2 separate regions of the Mus musculus genome follow, and region 1 is linked to region 2. Evidence: chromatin contacts called from public Hi-C data. All regions are on one chromosome and are shown on one strand. Each heading gives the region's core, a stretch centred on a gene start, on an enhancer-like site or on the middle of the called end of the contact. The rest is flanking DNA. Distances are from core to core; before and after follow the strand shown.

Evidence for each region. A called contact is a pair of places that touch in the nucleus more often than the background predicts.
Region 1: a contact with region 2 is called in a Hi-C map of the N1E-115 cell line, with 3 times the contacts expected there. The contact joins two enhancer-like sites. A contact is called at or near these places in 3 of 484 Hi-C or Micro-C datasets (the N1E-115 cell line and nephron progenitors), 1 of 115 datasets of contacts at active chromatin or transcription factors (forebrain) and 1 of 9 other capture datasets (embryonic stem cells).

The regions. Positions count from the first base shown.
Region 1 is chr10:43,331,062-43,333,967 of GRCm38.p6, forward strand. All of the region lies in intron 2 of Pdss2 (prenyl (solanesyl) diphosphate synthase, subunit 2), which reads left to right. The region is part of intron 2 of Gm40631 (a long non-coding RNA gene); the gene reads right to left. Among named protein-coding and RNA genes, the nearest start is that of Gm40631, 10 kb to the right of the region's middle. Within about 2 kb of position 1,455, at least 33 of the 459 cell types and tissues checked have an H3K27ac peak or open chromatin away from gene starts, as enhancers often do. A contact at or near this core is called in the N1E-115 cell line, where this site is marked.
Region 2 is chr10:43,003,089-43,005,837 of GRCm38.p6, forward strand. Sobp (sine oculis binding protein) reads right to left here. Exons shown (of 7, transcript NM_175407.3): 7 at 1-1,326. Among named protein-coding and RNA genes, the nearest start is that of Gm5079, 13 kb to the left of the region's middle. Within about 2 kb of position 1,458, at least 29 of the 459 cell types and tissues checked have an H3K27ac peak or open chromatin away from gene starts, as enhancers often do. A contact at or near this core is called in the N1E-115 cell line, where this site is marked.

The DNA of each region.
Region 1 (2,906 bases), core at 205-2,704, 330 kb after region 2:
CTGACTGCCATTCTAGCTCCAGGTTAAGTGAAAGACCCTGTCTCAGAGAAATAGTGTAGAAAATAATAGATCAGACAGTGGACAGCATGAAAACCTATTCACATGTGTATGCACACACTGCACACACTTATACCACACTCACATCGCACTAAAAAACATACACACCAGAAAACCAGGTAAATGAATCCTAATGTCTGTGACAATGTGGGCTGTGGACATGTGCTTGGCTGAATACTGACTGCTTGCCTGTTGCGTCTGCTACGTGGCTGGTTTAGACATGCTGGGGCACATAGGATTTACTGCTGTGTTTCTAGATAGCTAGGTGGATTGGAAACAATAAATGAGCTAACTTAAAGCATGTAACTGAACAGCCTATGTCCTGACATTCTTCATAGGAAGCAGGTCTTCAGCCCCTTATTCCTACTGTACCTGGACAGTTTGTCATCTAAATGGAACCTGCGAGGTTCTCTTCTGTCCATCAGAGCTTCTTGTTACATAGTCACGGAGGTCTTTGCAGAATGACATCTCCCTCCTGTGTTGCTCACTGCAGTCTATTTCACATGCAGCCCTCCTATGTCCTAACCTCTGTTTGCCTTCATGAGGGAAAAACTCTCCTGAAGCCATTCAGAACTCACTGGGCCCTGGCACTGGCCACTGGGCCCATTGCTAAATGGCGGTCACGACTCAAATCCCCTTCATTGTGATTAGTCTCCATAGTCACAGGTGAAAGTCTGCTTCTCTTCTTTATTTGTTTTCATACATCTTTCCCATTAACCCTTCTAAAACCACCGTGTGTGCCAGGTCCAGTTCATCCTGTGTTTCTGGCTTTCTCGTATTCTGATGTGGCTTGGACCCTTTGCTGCTGTATTATCTAGGTTGCCACTGGACTGTCATTTCTCTCAGTCTTCATTGTGCCTGTAGCAGATTCATGTCTAAATGATGAGCCCTGGACGAGAGGGATTTGTAATGAAAATGGAGCTAGCAGCAAGCTCTTTGTAATCACTTCTTTAATCCTCTACCTGCCATGCCAGGGAGAACGTAATTATCAGAGCAGAGAACTCCAGGGCCTCAGCAGAAAGAATGAGCTCTCCGGGAGGGGGAGTGACAGGCTGTACTCTCCTGTGGGGCGGGGGACGGTGATTTTGGAAAACTTTGACAGGAGATCTGATGTATTTGTATAACCTTTTCATGTAGAACCGCATTGCAGTGAGGGACAAGGTTTTGGGTTTCTTCATTAAAAGCTTATTACATGGGGAAATAGGACAGTGGTTTTGCTTGGGTAGATGAGGGTCAGAGAGGCGGGTGTGATCTCCTCGGGATATTAATGTCTGCCTTCAGCCGGGGGAAATGAGCCGTCACTTGAGTTCCAGGCAGCTTTATGTGCTCATCACTAGGGATTCCCATATGTCCAGGGAGCTGCCGCAGTGAAAAATGGCAGAGCTCAGTGCTAGAGTGCAGAGGGCTCTCATTGGGATTCATGTCAGGAAGCCCAGCGCAGCCTGCCCAGAGCAAGTCTGTTTAATGTTGATCAGCTGTCCATCTGATAACCCGAGTGGATATGGGCATTCCCTCCGAGGGCTGCCCTGATGGTGACAGCCGAAGCACCCAGATGTCCTGCTAATCTGTTTTGGTAGTCTCCAGTGTTTTTAACCCTTTTTGTGATATCCAAACCCAAAAAGACTCTAACACATGGAGAAGGACTCTCCTAGTAGGTTGGCTCTGCTTTCCTGGCAGAAGAGACCCAGCTTAACTCTTTCCAGAAACCAGATGCTCTTAGTTAGCTTCCTCTTCCCAGAATGAGCATCTGGTTGGCCTGTAGGATAACTGTGTGTTGATAGTGTTGTGTTTGTGTTTGGCTTACCCAGATAATACATTTAGACAATCTATGTATTCTTGAAGACGGTAAATTGCCTGGCTTGTTGGTACTGTATTAATGTAGGCTTACAGGTGTGCTCAGGGACCACTAAGCAGGGCTCTGCTATTTATGCTTCAAACGTGTAATACATATTCCTTGGGGGAGGGCCATAATTTTGAATGATAAATATGTTGCCTCCTTGCTGAGAGCCATCACGGCTCCCGTCTTTCAAGCATGGCCACCTAAGACAGTTTGCCTCTTTGTCAATGGGCTGGCAGGTGCAACAGGAGTTAATTATAGAGCACAAGCCACACTGATGTGCTTGCCTCTTGTTGGTTGGAAATGAATCAAGATGGGAAAAGAGAAAGTTATTTTTAAAAAATTATATTTCAAGCCAAGCAGGGCTGACACAAGCCTTTAATCCTAATACTTGGGAGGCAGAAGTAGACGGATTTCTGAGTTCAAGGCCAGCCTGGTCTACAGAGTGAGTTCCAGGACAGCCAGGCCTACACAGAGAAACCCTGTCTCAAAAAACAAACAAACAAACAAACAAACAAAAGGAAAAAACAAAGACATCGACAAATTACCTTTCAGCCAACTGTGAGTGGTAGTATATAAATTCTTTAAATGGCTGGGCATAGTGGTGAATGTCTTTAATCCTAGCACCCAACATCCAGCACCCAGCAGCTAGCACCCAGCACTGTGAGTTCAAGGACAGCAGGACTGTCACAGAGAAATCCTGCCTCAAAAAAAACAAACCAAACCAAACAAACAAACGAAAACAAAACAAGCAAACAACCCCCAATGTTAAATGGAAGAAAAGTGTGTCTAGAGGTCTCCACTGTCTGCTACCTCACTCCTAGACAATATGTGTTCAGAGGCAAGTGGGATCAGATAACACATGCCTTTAATGCCAGCACTTGCGAGGCAGAGGCAGGCACATCTCTTATATTCAAGGTCTGTTTATATAATGATTTCCAGTACACCCAAGGCTATGCAGACAGACCCTGCTTCTATAAATAAATATAAGAGGCTGGGACAGAAGGATTGA
Region 2 (2,749 bases), core at 208-2,707:
TTTTTGGATTTTTTTGTTTGTTTGTTTGTTTTCTTTTCTTTTTTCCGTACTCATCAGACTGGGGCACTGTACGACTGTCTCAGCGACTCAGTGCCAGTACACATGTTCTAGAGGACTTCTGGACTCGCAGCTACAACTGTACAAGTGCACACAAGTAAATCTACCCTGTTATCCTCCACCCACTGATTGAGGATCGAATTGCACATTTCTCTTAACCATGACAGGAGAAAGCAAACAGTGAAACAGAATCCGGGGTGATCTTTCTCACTTTCTCTCTTGTTTGCATCGGCTTGTCCATACCATTCTAATTATCATGAAAGGACTCTGCGCAGAGAGAGATTGTCTCGCTGACTTCCTGGACCACAGAAAACCATCAGGGTTGAAATTTCATCCAGTCTTTCCTGACGCCCAGCAAATATTCCCCCTCAGATTATATTACACCTTGAGGGCATTTTGGTCTTCAGTTCAACACTCTTGCTCTGTTCCCAAATGGGGCGCTGTTTAGGGGCATGTCAAGAGAAAGCTGAGAAGAATAAACATTTACCGAGTTCTCTTGGCATTCGGTCTCCGTAAAACCACAGTATAAACTATCCATGCTGCTTCCTGCATCTGGCAGATTGAAAATTAAAAGCCATAAAAGTGTAACACTGAAAATATGGCATCAAAAAGGATAAAGGTGGCCTTTGTAAAAAATAACATGAAAAGTATATTAGCCGATAAAATATTCTACCTCTTCATTTAAAAGTGCATCGTGGGCTGGGCAGAGATGAATCGGAAGCATTGAGAACTCCAGCACCATCCCGTCTCTCCCCACCAAAACGTGAACAGTTCCGTTCCTAACCCATAAAAGCAAATCACAATTCTTATCGTAGCAGCAAACCACAGCAGTTCTTAAAAAGATTTATATATATATATAAAAGGTTCTTATTTTCCAGTCCCTGTCATCCTCCGGCCTCATCCATAGAGCCTTGAAGATGGGGCGAGGATACCTACATTGGTCCTTGTGGCGGGTTGGTGTTTTGTTTTGCTATTTGTTGTTGTTTTTAAACCAGCGAAATCCCTAAGTTCTTCTGGGGAGACTCTAGATGAAGTGGGCAGGAATGGTGGGCCCGGGCTTGATGGGTCCAAGACCTGCTGGCTTCTCCGGCCTTGAGGCCACCAGGGAGAGCCACTTCCTCCAAGATGTTTAATGACCGGAAGCTGTGTTATTTGCTTGAGTTTTAGCCAGAGGGAGGTGGTGAGCTGACCAGCTGGTGTCACTGGATGGCATGACATGGTTTGCTCCACGCCCTCTCTCCATGCAATGTACCCTGGGAGCGAGTGTTCCTGGGAAAAGATGAGAAGGATCCATGAGAATGCGCTGGACCAAATCTCTACCCAATCCGCCCACCTCCTCCCACCCTGTCTAGCTGCAGAGAACCGGTCAGAAGTGAGAGAGCTGCAGCTCTGGTGCCAGCTCACTCTAAGATGAATCCCAGAGCTGTGGACTCCGCGGCATGATTTCAGAGCGCTTCATTCAGTCTGCTCCGGATCAGGTCTGCCAGCTTTGTGTGAGGAACAGAAGCTCCAGCCCTCTCTGGAAAACCATAATGAGCGAGCGCGATGGGCCACGCCCTCCCCAAAGACCACAGCATCCTTTGCAACCAGCAACACAGTCTCCATATGACTACATGATTAACCAGGAGGAGGTCTTTTGAGTCACCCAGGGTCGCTCAAAAGCCAGACAAGGTCCTAGAGAGGTACGGGTCTCTAACCTCCACAGCAGCCCTTCCCGTATGAACGCTGGTGTTTGAGGTCTGAGAGACTCACTATTATCTGTCAAAGGCAAGCCACAGGCAGCTCTTCACATTGAAACAACGCAAGACCACAAGGTGGTCAGATAACAAATCACCCATGCATGGTGGACCTGAGCTGAGGGTCCAAACCGAACTTTCAAATTATTTCCGGCGGATGCTATCCCCACATGGCCTACACACTTGAGGCCCCACCTCTTTTTCCTTATGGGTTTCTGTTGTTTGCTACCAGGCCCCTCAGCAGAAGCACAGGCTCTTGAAGCGTCAGGCATTCCTGAGAGGCAACCAATTAGAAGTGCCCCCTGCAAACTGTGACATCCCCAGGGGTGGGGGTGGGGATGGGGGCTCTGGCCTGGGCCATCTAACTCTCTTCTCTACACTAGCTGTCTTGTTGGTCAGCAGTGTTCAACTCAATTTTGTCCAATGAACTAGTTAAGCAGCTGTCTTCCACTATGTCCCCAAGGAGTCCCTCTGCCGATAAATGTGGTTGTGAGAAACAGGAAAGGGTATGCTCTGCACTGGAGAGATGCTAAAACACAAGACTCAAAAACATCTTTACATCCCGTGAGATTATTCTTGGAATACGGAGCAAATAATTTTCGAGAGATGATACAATTTAGGAGTCACAGGGAACCCTAGAGATAAAATGTGACAATTTTACTTCATAGAAGGAGAAATGGAGGCCACGGAGCCCTGGAAACCATCTCAGAGTTTTTAGCAGAACAAGGTCAGCCAGCTACCGGGCGGACTCCACTGAAGCTCATGCCGTCCAAATCCTGGTGTTAATGGCAACGATAATAATCATCAGCCCAAACCAAGGCTTGAAATTCTCAGTGTGCAGGGGAGGAAATGCCTGAGTTCCCCAAATCACATCAAACCGCCAGGTCCGTGTGCAGTTAATATGTATATTAAGTAACCAAAGTGTAAATGCAAAAGGCCACAAATATGCAACAGGG